Linked DNA regions of Hordeum vulgare: region 1 is linked to region 2. Evidence: chromatin contacts called from public Hi-C data. All regions are on one chromosome and are shown on one strand. The core of a region is the stretch at or near the end of the contact, and the rest is flanking DNA. Distances in the headings are between cores, read along the strand shown.

What was found. Hi-C and Micro-C count contacts between places; a contact is called where the count stands out from the background.
Region 1: a Hi-C map of seedling shows a contact between it and region 2, with 5 times the contacts expected there. The contact joins two enhancer-like sites. A contact is called at or near these places in 3 of 6 Hi-C or Micro-C datasets (leaf and seedling).

What each region holds. Positions count from the first base shown.
Region 1 is chr2H:179,044,529-179,051,507 of MorexV3_pseudomolecules_assembly, reverse strand. No RefSeq gene overlaps it. Among protein-coding and RNA genes, the nearest start is that of LOC123429881, 110 kb to the right of the region's middle. Within about 2 kb of position 5,452, at least 3 of the 3 cell types and tissues checked have open chromatin away from gene starts, as enhancers often do. A contact at or near this core is called in leaf and seedling, where this site is marked.
Region 2 is chr2H:178,567,695-178,574,608 of MorexV3_pseudomolecules_assembly, reverse strand. No RefSeq gene overlaps it. Among protein-coding and RNA genes, the nearest start is that of LOC123425739, 61 kb to the left of the region's middle. Within about 2 kb of position 4,103, at least 3 of the 3 cell types and tissues checked have open chromatin away from gene starts, as enhancers often do. A contact at or near this core is called in leaf and seedling, where this site is marked.

The DNA.
Region 1 (6,979 bases), core at 4,203-6,702, 480 kb before region 2:
TCTCCCTCCCTCCTATAAATACCCAAGGTATTGGGGCTGATTTGAGACACGAAACCTCTCTATCTCTCTCTCTCTCTCGGCGCAGCCCTGCCCTTCTCTATCCTCGTCCTCCGCACAGCTTAGCGAAGCTCTGCCGGAGAACCACGTAGCTCCACCGCCACCACGCCGTCGTGTTGCCGGAGCTCTCTCCCTCAACCTCTTCGTCCTCCTTGCTGGATCAACATGCGGGAGACGTCATCGGGCTGCATGTGTGTTGAATGCGAAGGTGCCGTAGTTCGGCACATAGATCGGAATCCACCGCGATCTGAATCGCTGCGAGTACGGCTCCATCAACCGCGTTAATAGTAACGCTTTCGCTTTGCGATCTTCAAAGGTATGAAGATGCTCTACAATCTCTCTCGTTGCTGGTTTCTCCATAGATAGATCCTTGTATGGCGTAGGAAATTTTTTGAAATTCACTACCATCCCCAACATCATTAGCATGGGATTATTGTATCTTAATTACGCAGATTATTGTAGCACAAATCCAGGGATGTCACAATACGGTTGGTTATACCTCCTATCTCAAATCTGAGGGCAAAGTGTTTGTTGCTAAGAACAGGTCCTTTCTTGAGAAAGAGTTTCTCTCGAAATAATTGAGTGGGAGGGTGGCGGAACTTGACGAGGTTATTGAACCGTCACTTCAACCAGAGAGCAGCAGGGTGCAGGAAGATGTTCATGTGGCACCTACACCAGTTGAAGAGGAATCTAATGATGGTGACCATGAAGCTTCAGGTCAAGATACTACCAAACATCGTAGGTCGACACGGACACGTACCACTCCACAGTGGTACGATAATCCTGTCTTGGCGGTCATGTTGTTGGACAACAATGAACCTACGAGCTATGGAGAAGTGATGGTGGGCTCGGATTCCGACAAATGGCTGGAGGCCATGAAATCCGAGATAGGATCCATGTATGAAAACGAAGTGTGGACTTTGGAAGGACTACTTGATGGTCGTAAGGCTATTAAATACAAATGGATCTTTAAAAGGAAGACACACAATGATGGTAAGTGTCACCATTCAGAATGCTCGACTTGTCGCAAAGAGGTTTCCGACAATTTCAAGGAGTTGACTATGATGAGATTTTCTCACCCGTAGCAATGCTAAATTCTGTTGGAATTATGTTAGCAGTTGCTGTATTTTTCAATTATGAAATCTGGCAGATGGATGTCAAAACATTGTTTCCTTAACGGTTTCCTTGAGGAAAGGTTGTATGTGATACAACCAGAAGGTTTTGTCGATCCTAAGGATGCTAAAAGGCATGCAAGCTCCAGCGATCCATTTATGGACTAGTGCAAGCATGTCGGAGTTGAAATAAGTGCTTTGATGAGTGATCAAAGCTTTTGGTTTATACAGAGTTTATGAAGAAACTTGTATTTACAAGAAAGTGAGTGGGAGCACTATATAATTTTTGATAAGTATATGTGGTTGACATATTGTCGACTGGTACCATTCTACCCAATTTAAACACGCAGGTCACTCACCAGGTGGGACGGAACTCCACTTATGCTAACATTCGGCCCAATGTTGTTCATGTAAGGAATCCAATTGTGTCATCGTATTTTGGTGGATTTTCCATCTACAACTCTCCTAATTAGCAATTGAGTGAGGACATATCCCTTCCGATACAACACGCCATATCTGAGAGGGGGAGCTCCCCAAAACCGGCCTGAAGAAGATCACAATCCTGAAGTAACAAGCCTTAAGTAAACAAGCACTCAATCTTGATCCATCATAATTCTCCATGCTTGACGAGCAAGGAGGGCTAGGCTAAATACTTCAGTGTCCTTGAACCCAAGTCCTCCAACATGCTTTGGTCTAGTAATTACCTTCCGTGACACCCAACTCATTTTATTTCGAAACTACTCTGCGTATGATGCTTTCTCGTTGGACAGCAATACGACAAGACAGGAGATCATCTCTAAATACTAGGCCCATAAACTGAATCATCTATGGTTGTCTCTAATCGTACAGAGTGTTGGACGAAAATTCATTGTACCTATAGCATGGTTGTTTTCCTTTCACCTTGCTTGCTATCCCATCAAAACTTATGTATTAAACAATTAATATTTATGAAGGTTGAATCTTTCGAAAAAAAAATCAAAGAAGCTTGTTGGGCCGTCCCAAAGTGTGTACATAGTGGGAGTGGGGGAGCGGGGTGCGCGCTTGGTTGATAACCAATGACTAACACGCCAAATAGGGTTAGTCCTTTTTCGAAATAAGCTATTTTGAGGGTCATTACAATATCATTTAGAGGCTCCTCAAACCAATTTGAGGTCAAAGAAAATTTTGCTACTCTAGCGAGCTCATGACCTACTTTATTAGCTTCTCTATTACTATGTTTGAATGTGACATTTAAGAAATCACAAGCATAATGGAAACAATCATCGAAGATTGCTACCACTGCGCCCGCCGGTCGTCCTCCATCCTTCATGGTATCAACTACCACTAGGTTGTCCGAATTAATAATAAGATGATTACATCCCGCCTTTTGCGCTAGTGCTAGAGCAAACTCCAAGGCCAAAGCTTCAACCAGCAAAATATCTACAGAGTAGTTGATATTTGCATTCCCTTTAGCGATAAACCTTCCTCTCTCGTCTCTAAGTAATGCCCCCATCGTACCCCTAAGTAAATCGTGATCAAAAGAAGCATCAACGTTAAGTTTCACAAAACCCCTAGGCGGACATGACCAACCTCCTCCTCATATAGGTCTTAGGAGACGATTCATTATCAGAATTTGTCGTAAGGGCTAGAGTTCCCATTATAATCTGATACACGTCTTGAGTAGTTTCCTTGTGCACTAACTTTTGTCTTTCCCATCATAGATACCATGCTGAGATGGCAATCATTTCATGCATATTGCCAATATCCATAGTTCTTGATGTGGAAGGAGAAGTAAGTTCTCCAGCACCGCCTCTCACGCCCCATCAACCTCACAAGCTTTATCAATGTGCCACATAGTTTGTCTAAGCAGTTCTTCATCACAACTATTCAAAAATAGGATCAAACAAATCACCCACTTTAGATAAAAGTTGTCTTCCCTTCGACGTCAAATTTTTCTAGTTGCGCAATTAGGAATCCAAGCGTCTTCCCAAATATTGATTTTCTTTCCATTCCCCACTCGTCAAATGTAACCATTTTTTTTTGAGAATTTATACCTCCCATAATACTTGTGGTGAACCAATCCTCGGTTGATATCCAACATAATACGAATTGAAGAAAAATCTTACAAGACACACATTATGTTGACCCGTAGACGCTTCGCATAGGACGTGCGGGGTAAGTAACATAATGAGCTGGCCCATTTACAACACTACACAGGTTTCTGGTTTAGAAACTTCTAGAAGCTATTTTGAATTGGTTAGGTTTCTACTTTGAAACCTTCTACAAGGTTTTTGAACTGGGGGTTTCCCTTTTTTTCCTTTATTTTTTTTATTTTTTGCTTTCCTGGTTTTCTTTTTCTTCTCCTTTTTGTTTATTTCAAAAAATTATAAATTTCAAACAAAGTTTGTGTTTTAATGTTTTTTTTCAGATTTTCTAAATTCTTTTGATTCTGGTTTTTTTCAAATATTCAAAAAATGTATGTGTTTTCTAGGTTTTAATCATATTATAAGAAAAGTATTCATATTTTATCAAAAAAGTACAATAACTTGAATATTTATTCACTTTGTAATTTTTTTTGGTATGTTTATTTTCTGAAAATTTGTTTGCTTTGTGAAAATTGTGCACACTTTCGAAAAAATGTTTTGGATTTTACAATTTAATTTGTTGCTTTTGTTTTTTTCTAAAAGATTCACTCTACAAATTAGTCAACATCAGCGATCGACTCAAGTGGCTAGGTGCACGCGGCCTAAGTGCGCTGTGTTTGGATATTATTGCCTTCTCCTTCTTGCCCTCAACTCGCTTCGCTTTCTTTGATGCTAGTAGACTGGACCAGTCGTTGTCCCATGTGTTTCTGTGTTGAACCCAATGACGGAAAACCCTATTCGCCGATCTGTGCGAAGCCGTGTCGGGGCTTCGCATAGAGCGGGAGGTGGGCAGCAGGGCCCCGGTTTTGGGAAAAGGGTTCTCACCCGATTTTTTCCGGTTCTAGGAAACTTCTACAAGGTTTCATGAATTGTTTTATTCTTTTTCATTTTTCTATATTCTTTTTTTTGTTTTTATTCAAAAAATGTTCTAGATTTTAAAAAAATGTGTTTGGATTATCATAAATGTTCTTCATTTTCAAAAATCTTTTATATTTTCCAAAAATTGTTCTCGGTTTCAAAATTTATTCTTGGTTTCAAAATTTGTTATTAAAATTCAAACAATGTTCGTGCTTTAAAAAATAGTTCATGCTTCCAAAAAAATTTGGGATTTTTTCCAAATTATTCTTCATTTAAATATTTTATTGTCAAGACTCAAAAAATGTTGGTGCTTTAAAAAAAATTGTGCTTTCAAATTTGTTCAAGAATTTTTAAAATTGTTTTCGGTTTCAAAATTCGTTCTCAAGATTCAAAAAATCTTTATGTTTTAAAAAGTATTCCATGCTTCCAAATTTGTTTAGGATTTTTCAAAATTATTCTCCGTTTCAAAATTTTATTCTCAAGATTCAAAAAATGCGAGTGCTTTTAAAATTGTTCGTGTTTCTAAAATATTTCAGGATTTTTCAAAATTGTTCTCGGTTTCAAAAGTTGTTCTCAAAATTAAAAAAATGTCCGTGATTTAAAAATTTGTTCGTGGTTTTTCAAAATTGGTCTCTGTTTCCAAATTTTGTTTTTAAGATTCAAAAAAATATCTGTGCTTTAATATTTTTTCGCTCTTTCAAATTTGTTCTTGATTTTTTAAAATTATTCTAGGTTTTAAATTTTTTTCTCAAAATTCAAAAAATGTTCGTGCTTTAAGAATTTGTTCGCGCTTTCAAATTTGTTTGTGTTTTTTCAAAAAAAATCTCCTATTCAAAATATTGTTCTGAAGATTCATTAAATGTTCGTGCTTTAAAAAACTATCTGCGCTTCCAAATTTGTTCATAATTCTGAAAAATTGTTCTCAATCTGAAAAGAAAATTCTCAAGATTCCAAAAATGTTCGTGCTTCAAAAAAAATTCACGCTTCCTAATTTATTCAGTATTTTTCAAAATTGTTCTTCAAATTTGAAAAATATTTTTGCTTAGAATACGGAAAGAAAAGGAAAAAGAAAGAAAATCTACCAAAAAAGAAAAAAGGAAATAAGCAGAAAAAAAGGAAAAGAGTAATAGAAAAAAGTATTAGATTCTTTAAAACAAAATAATTAGCTGGGCCAGCCCATTTGGGACGAGCCTCTGTGCGTTGCAGCTTGTCCCTGCCGCAACAAGCGGCAGGTAGGAGCGGGAGCTCCTAACTGGCACTGCAGGCGCCACTTTCCCTAGGTGGCGCCCATGCACCACCACCCCGTGGGCCGCTCCATATGTGCAAGCGTTTGGTGGGTTCGCTCTATTGATCACTCGTGGTGGGCTCACTTCAGTCAGTCGTTTATTAAATATGAAAAGGTGAATACTCGCAATTAATGAATTTATTTGTGAATTCAAATTTCACAGATTTTGAAGAAAAGATCTCGATTGTTTTTAAAAGTTCATCGAATTCAAAAAAAGTTCATCGGATTTGAAAAAAGTTCATCAAATCTGAAAAAAGTTCATCGGATTTGAAAAAAGTTCATTGAATTTTTAAAAAAGTTCATCATATTTAGAAAAAGTTCCCCAAATTTGTGAAAAATTTCATTGATTTTGAAAAAAGCTCACCCAATCTGAAAAAAAGTTCGTTAAAATTGAAAAGGGATTCATGAATTTTGATAAAAGTTCATAGAATATTAAAATCTATACCTAATAATAAAGCAGCTATTGCTTCCGTCGGAAAACCCACCGCGGTATAAAAAAGCCCCTGTAATTTTTGTTATTCAACCCGCGCTTCATCATTTATCTGCAACGCAAAAGGAAAAAAACGATTCGCTGCAAAAATTATACATGTACCCTGGGCCACCATGTCCTGTGCCCAGGCCGCCGCCACACCACTCGCCGCCGCGGCCGACCTCAACCGCCACCGCTGCCGATCTCAACCCACCGCCTTCTCGTCCGTACCTCTCCCCGCTCACTGCCCCCGTTGCGGCGCTCGAGCGCATCGCGTCGACCCTGGTCCACCCTGGCCTGTGCCCAGGCCGCTGCCACACCACTCGCCGCCGCGGCCGACCTCAACCACCACTGTTGTCGATCTCAACCCACCCGCCTCCGCGGCCGTACCTCCGCCCGCTTGCTGCCCCCGTTTCGACGCTCGAGCACAACTTCTGGATCAAATCAACGCGACAGCTACAGTGACTGTGTATGATGCATCTGCTCGATGCAGAACGGCGGCGGCGCGGCGAAGCGAAGTACTTGCAGGTGGAGGCGGGACTCCATGGCTCACACGGGGAACTCCGAGGTTATGGCGCGGCAACGACGACTCCTTATGGCCAGATAGAGGCGCCTATCCCTTGCTCCCGTCATCGTATCCCCTCCTCCGGCAGGAACTCATCATCTGGTGAGATGCCCTGCCCATGTCTCCAACCGTGTGCCAAGCACCGACAAGAAATTTTGTTTTGTGGGGATTTGTTTGCTGATGAATGAATGTATTTAATGTAAGATTGTATTGTTGTAGAGACAGAGAATGGAACACCACCTTCAGTTTGTCATCTGATCCACATTCTCTACCCCATGAGTGAAATAAGATAACAGTCCATTGATCAATTCATGTAGCCTCTTTGTTTTGCTTTGCTTGTCCCGCTCAATTTCTCATCATGGTGGAATTAACAATGGACGGGTTGATTTCTCAACAAAATAGGATAGGACTGACTACATTAGTTAGTTAGCTTATTATTTTAATAAATCAAAATGATTATAAAAAGATTAAAAGCGTGTGGTATTTTTTTTCTCCCGTTGCAACGCACAG
Region 2 (6,914 bases), core at 2,854-5,353:
ATATGTAGGAGCCAATATGGGCATCCAGGTCCCGCTATTGGTTATTGACCGGAGAATGTCTCAGGTCATGTCTACATAGTTCTCGAAACCGCAGGGTGTGCACATTTAAGGTTGGGTGACGTTTCAGTATTATTGAGTTATGTGTGTTGGTAATCAAAAGTTGTTCGGAGTCCCGGATGAGATCTCGAACATCACGAGGAGCTACAAAATGGTCCGAAGGTAAAGATTGATATATAGGAAAGTTACATTTGGCTTCCGGAAATTTTTTGGGCATTACCGATAAAGTACCGGAAGTGACGAATGGGTTCCGGGGTTTTACGGGGAGGGGCCACCCACCCAGGAGAGAACCTAATAGTCCTAAAGGTGGTGCATCAGCCCTTAGTGGGCTGGTGCGGCCAGCCCAAGATGGCCTATTTTGGCCAAGGAGCAAAAGAAGGGAAAAACCAATGGAGAGGAGGTTTCCAAGTAGGAGTCCTACTTGGAGTAGGATTGGAGGTGGACTCTTCAACCTCCACCTATTCAGCTAAGCCAAGGAGGAGCCTTTTGGCTGCCTCGTCCCCTCCCTCCCTCCTATATATACTAGAGGGTAGAGAGGCTTTTTGCACCTGAAGCAAAGGCGTAGCCCTCTCTCCCTCTAGATCGTTTACTCCTCTAGATTAGTTCCGCAGAAGCTTGACGAAGCCCTGCTGGATTAGTTCACTACCATCACCACCACGCCGCCATGCTGGATATCTCATTTACCGCTCCGCCCCTCTTGCTGGATCAAGAAGGCGGTGATCATCATCGAGTTGTACGTGTGCTGAACGAGGAGGTGTCGTCCGTTCGGCACTAGAACGGGACAGATCGTGCCGAGATCGCGGGACAGGTTGCGATTTAGATCACAAAGATGTTCCACTAAAGGTATGTAGATGCACTCTCCCCTCTCCTCGATAATCATCACCATGGGTAGGTCTTGCGTGTGCGTAGGAATTTTTTTGTTTTGCATGCAACGTTCCTCAACAAATGATATCCCCTCTCTATCCTAAAAGTACCTTTAAATGAGGGTAAAAGTAAGTGAATTCTTCTTATACGTCTTAGGCTTTGAACTAGTGCTATAATGCGTGGTTTGTATAACACAATAGCGCTCGCGTGCTCGGTCACTCACTCAAACAACTGTGCTTGCTTGCGAACTCCCTAGTCGACACGCATTGCGACAAATTGGCGTCCTTTCACAAAGCAGATCGATGAGGGACTGTGATATGGTTCGGCAGATTTCAGATGTTGTATGTTCAACACAGACCCGGTATTTAGAACTTTCTAAAAGGTCCCATAACTATTTTTCTTTGCTGATTTTAAATTGTGTTTCTTGTTCGATATTAAATATTGTTTGCTTTAAAAAACAAGATTTCAATTATTATTTTCACAATATTTTTTTTGTGTTTACAAAGATCTTCAGAATTTCAAAAATTGTTTGCTTTTGAAAAATGTCCGGGATTTTTAAAAACATGCTTCTTAAATGATCTTTTAAAAATATATGGTCGAAACTTCAAAATTTTCTTCACGTGTTTCAAAAGATGTTCAATTTTATTTTCATGTTTATATGTTTATTTGGAATTTTTTATTTTCACATTTTCAATAAATGCTTGAAATAAAAAAAAAACAAATTTTGAGGACATAGTAATTCGAGTTTTAAAAAAATCATAGTTTTGAAAATGTACAATTTTTCCTGATTTGGGAAAATGTTCATAATTGAGCAATATGCTCACATTTTCAAAAATGTGGAAAATTCAGAAAAGGTTCAAAAGTTTAAAATGTTTGCATTTCAAAAAACATTTGGAATTTCTAGAAATGATTTTTAACACCAACAAAAAATTGCTTGCTATGGTATTCTCGGAGAGCTCATAACCAAAGCTTGAGTTTCTCAAAAAATAAAATAGAGCTTGAGGCGCCATCGAACGAATTGGCGCTCACACAAGCCTAAGAGCATCTCTAGCACACTCCGTATAAAGCCGACACGTAAAAGTCGTTTACAGTTTGCGGAAAAATGATTTTGCGGGCCGGCGTGGGTGGCGGCCGAGCAGACCCTGCAGAACGGACTCGTATAAAAGGATATCCCGAAAAGTTTGTTATTTCCATTCCAAATCCAAGCATGAAAACACGTTTATTTGCTTTTTTATTTTCTTCAAAGGCATTGAAGACATCATAATTCATCAAATGTTTGCTAAAACAGCAGGACCAAAGAAAACAAGAACCACAATTAGACATTTTAGAAGATATCCAACTTTCATAGCTGCTCCCACTAGTTGGATCAACATCTTCTTCATGCATTCATTGTTGATCTGAGGATTCTTCATCTTGCATTCTTCATTCTTCGGCTTTGATTCTAAATAATTAGACGTTGCCTCCCTTCTAGTTTCTTTTATAATTGCACATACAGCTGAATCATTAACCTTAATCATACTAAGGAGTGCACGAACATCTATTAAGTTTATTTCTATCAATAAATTGATGTATTTTTTTCTAATACCGAAATGAGTATCCACCTTCTACACACACGAACACCACAATAAACTACCGAAATTTAACAAAATAAATGACAAAGCCGAACAGAAAGAAGAGCATACCCCGTCATTATTGCATTTGAAGAATACCCCTTCCAAGGTGCTGCCGCGTGCTAGATGTGAGCCACAACACTGTCTCTAGGCAGTCATCGTACTGTATGAGCGGCATCGGCAAGCCGGCGAGCCGCTGCGCGACCACCGAGCTCGGGCGACGGCCCGAAGAGTCCTTGCCGTCAAACTAACGCTGGTGACTAGAGGATGAACCAGTACCTACATGTGGCGCTGGCGCTTTGCCGGGGCTGTGCAGGGTGCTCCCCAACCAATCCATGGCTTTGGCGCACACACCGGTGGGAAGAAAAGCCAAAATTGGTGGCGCGACAAAACAACCGCCGATCTGCAGGTTTTCGGCCAGTCAAGGCACGAGGGAGTGGTGGATGTCGATCTAGTGCGTGTGGCGGCCCGCCCACGTGATCTCGGCGCTGGTATGGCCGGAATCGAAGGCGGAGCCCGACGGTGGTGGGTGGGGGAAAGCGCGGGATGAAATGTCCCACCAACCAACCACTCTAGATATATACACGGCACCGACGGGGGGGGGGGGGGGGCTACGTTTTCGTGGGTTGGGGTGAGCATTTTGCCTCGCCCTGCAGTTTTTTTTACGGAAGGACGCGTTTGCGGGGTTTGGTCGTGCAACATTTTCCGCCTCGACCCATATTTTGACGGTTATTTTACGGGTCGGGGCATTATACGGGATCTGATAGAGATGCTCTCGGTCCTACCCAAATAATGCTCGGCTTGGTTCAATCGCCCTCCCCTTTTTCTGACAGCTGCACCACTCGTTGAGTTGCACAAGACATTAAAAAACCATTCACAGTTTTTGGTTCAAAACAAACTCAAATTCTGGTTTCTAGAGATAAAAAATGGTATAACAAAAACATCTATAAATAATGAAGACATTATGAGTTAAAACAAATTCCATGAACACAAAAAGAACCAACCCTACAAAGAAGGAATCATAAATTTTAAAAATATATTTGCTAATTGTTTTTTTTCAATTTTTTAAATGTTCCTTAAGATGAAAACTTGTTCGAAAATTCAAATATATTTTCTCAAATTTAAAAAAGTCAATGAATTTGATTTTGTTTATCAAATTCAGAAGAAGTTCATGAAATTGAAAAAGTTCAAGAAATTGAACCATACACATTTTATTTTGTGAAAAAAGTTCATGAATTTGAGCAAAAGATCGCAAACTTACAAACTTTTATTGTGTTTAGAATAAGTTCACAATATTGAAAATAGTTCACGCATTTGGAAAAAGGTTGCGAAAAAAGGAAACGATAAAACCGAATAAAAAACCAAGTGAAAAATCTAGTCGGAAGCCTCTAAAAGCTTCACGAAACCATCCATAAACTTTGAAAAACTGGATGGTGGATGTTAAATAAACCTAAAACGCAACTTCCATGGGACAGCCTATTTCCAAGGGTACATAATGTAGAAGGTGTGCACCATGTATCGATATGCCTATAGCGAACACTATAAGCGGCAAATAGGAACCAACGTGTTCCAGGTTGCTGCAGTGTTTGAGTGCGACACTGTTCCAGGGCATCGCTATGTCTTGCTTTAAGCGAGTCGAGGCTTTAGACTCGCCGAACCAAGAGAGCATATGGGGCGGCCTGTTTCCTATTTCGTTTCTTTTATGTTTTTTATACTTTTATTTGTTTGATATATACTTCCTCCGTTCTTATATATAAGTTTTTTTAGAGATTTTACTAGAAGACTACATATGGAGCAAAATGAGTGAATCTGCATGCTAAAATGTGTCTATATACATCTGTATGTAGTCCTTTAATGAAACCTCTAGAAAGACTTATATTTAGAAACGGAATGAGTATATATTATAAAAAACAATTACCCGTAAAAAATGAAAATCTGTTGAATAAGTATTAAAAAAATGAGGAATAAGACTTTGAAAAATATTCAACATGTATTTTAAAATGTTAAATAGGTATTACAAATATTGAAAACTTATTTTAAGAAGTTAAATAGGTATTATTTTTTTATTAGACTACATCAAAAACGTTGAACAAGTATTTTAAAAAATTCTGAGATTTTTGTTAGTAACTATTAAAATGTCTAAAAAGTAGTTGACAAATATTGAATATGCGTCTGAACAAATTTGAACGTATCTACAAGAAATGTTGACTCTTATTAAAAGACAGTTGTCATATAAAAAATAAGAAATGAAAAAATTAAAACAAAAAAATAAGAACCAAAAAATAAAAAAATTAAACCCCCCAAAAAACAAAAACGAAAAAACATGTAGAAAGAATAAAAAGGTGCAAAGAAAAGAAAAACCAGAGAAGAAAAAAGCATTGAAACCCGAAAAATCAATGAAAAAGAATGTTTTTTTGGAGAAGAACAAATTATAATGACGAGAAAACCCATAGATAAATAAGAAAACCAAACAAAGAACCAAAGAAAGGAAAAAGAAGGAAAAGGAAAGAAATAATAAAAAAACTTATCTCAAGTAGCGAGCGACTCCTAGGTAAACACGAAGTCAAAACTGGTGCAGTGCCTAGCGGCCCTACGCGCCCTCATTTCTTATTGTGCGCTAGTCGGTCAGCCTGATTAGTCGAAAGGCTTAAGCGAGACGAACCTTCGGTCTCGTTGAAGTCGAGAAATAGCTCCCGCGAGTGTTCCTGATCTGTATGGTATGTTCGCTAGAAAAACATGGATACAGGCACGTACGCCCAGTTGCTCGCCTCTGTACGAATTGAGAGTGCAATTCAACGCAGCGACCATCGTAAGGGGTCCCTCCCTCCCTCCCCCTCTCTCTCTCTTTCTCAAACCTAGCAGATCCTCGTTCTAAGTAAAACTGGTTATTTTTTATATAAATTTCCAAAATTTATTATTGAAAAATAAAAAATGTTAACAATATTAGTAAAATATTCAAGAATCTAAAAAATTGTACATGCAATTTGCAAAATCTTCACAAATTTCTCTAAAAATAAAACCAACATAAGAATAGTAAAATGTTCACATGTATTCAAATTATTAATAGGTTTTTGAAAAATTGTGATTTATAAATATATTCATCATTTAAATGAATTTCAAAGATTTTAAAATGATGTCGAAGAATCTAAAAAATGTTTTTTTTTTGAAAAATTGTGGATTTAGAATAATGTTTGTGAATTTGAAAAAATGTTTAAAAGTGTATAAACATGTAAATATATTTGAAAATGATCATGGTTTTGAAAATATTCAGCATTTTATTAAATATTCATTACTTTAAAGTTTTTAGAAATTTATTAAAAATATCAATTAAAAAATGTTTATATAATGAAAAACTAAATATAAGAAGTAAAATGAAATGCCAGCAATGCAAAGTTCAAAAAAGCACGGGACGTTAATTATGCGTCCGACCACCTACTTACTCTTTTCTAGCTTAGGCGTGATTAGGTGTAATTAGACACAATTATGCATCTCCTACACGGTTGTATGAATACGGGCAAAAATAGTAGTTTTCCAGCAAAGCAAATGCAAGAATTTAAATGAAGGTATAATTATAAGTTTATAACATTGTTCTCTCTCGAGTATGTTGTCCCTTCCTCTTTGCGTGTTGTCCTATGATCCTCTCCCTCGAGTGCATCGGACATCAACTACATACATCATAGAGAAGATAACAAGATTTTAGGAGGAGCAACCAACAAGCAAGGAAATCATCCAAAAGTTTGAAAGCATATATGTAATAATGTAAATTGTAATAAGAAGCTTATCTAGTTGGCTCATAGCCTTCTCCCTTTTTGAGATTGTCGAAATTGTATGAGCATACCAGGAATGCAATGGGCAGATCACATCACGACTTCACAAGCAAGCATATTACATAACAACTAAAAGTCTTAAACTTGCTTAGTTTAACCAACAAAAGTACCACGATGAGGATCCACAATAGTCTCACTCACGCCACTCCATAGTCTCTTACATAACAAATAACAAACAAAAGACGAATGGATGAAAGCAAATGCATGATAACTTGATCACTTGATGGTATGATGCCAACCATCATGCAATGATCACTTGCTCAATTCCTCTCAATCATCCTCATACTCAATGAGTTCATCATCCGCGATATCATCATCACCATCACATTAAAACTCCTCCTCCTCCTCCTCAAGGTCTCTCACTCTTGCACTCCTACGAAGTTAGAGCCGCTCTTATGCTCCCATTGCTTCACCAAGTATATCCCATGACATCCCCGTACCCGGATGGACACCCCATCCTCCTCATCAAGATAAACAACATTTGCATGATCATCCAGGAGGGAATTCCGGATTAAGGGGTCCTCGGGCGGTCGGGTTGTCCCTTATGGGTCGATCA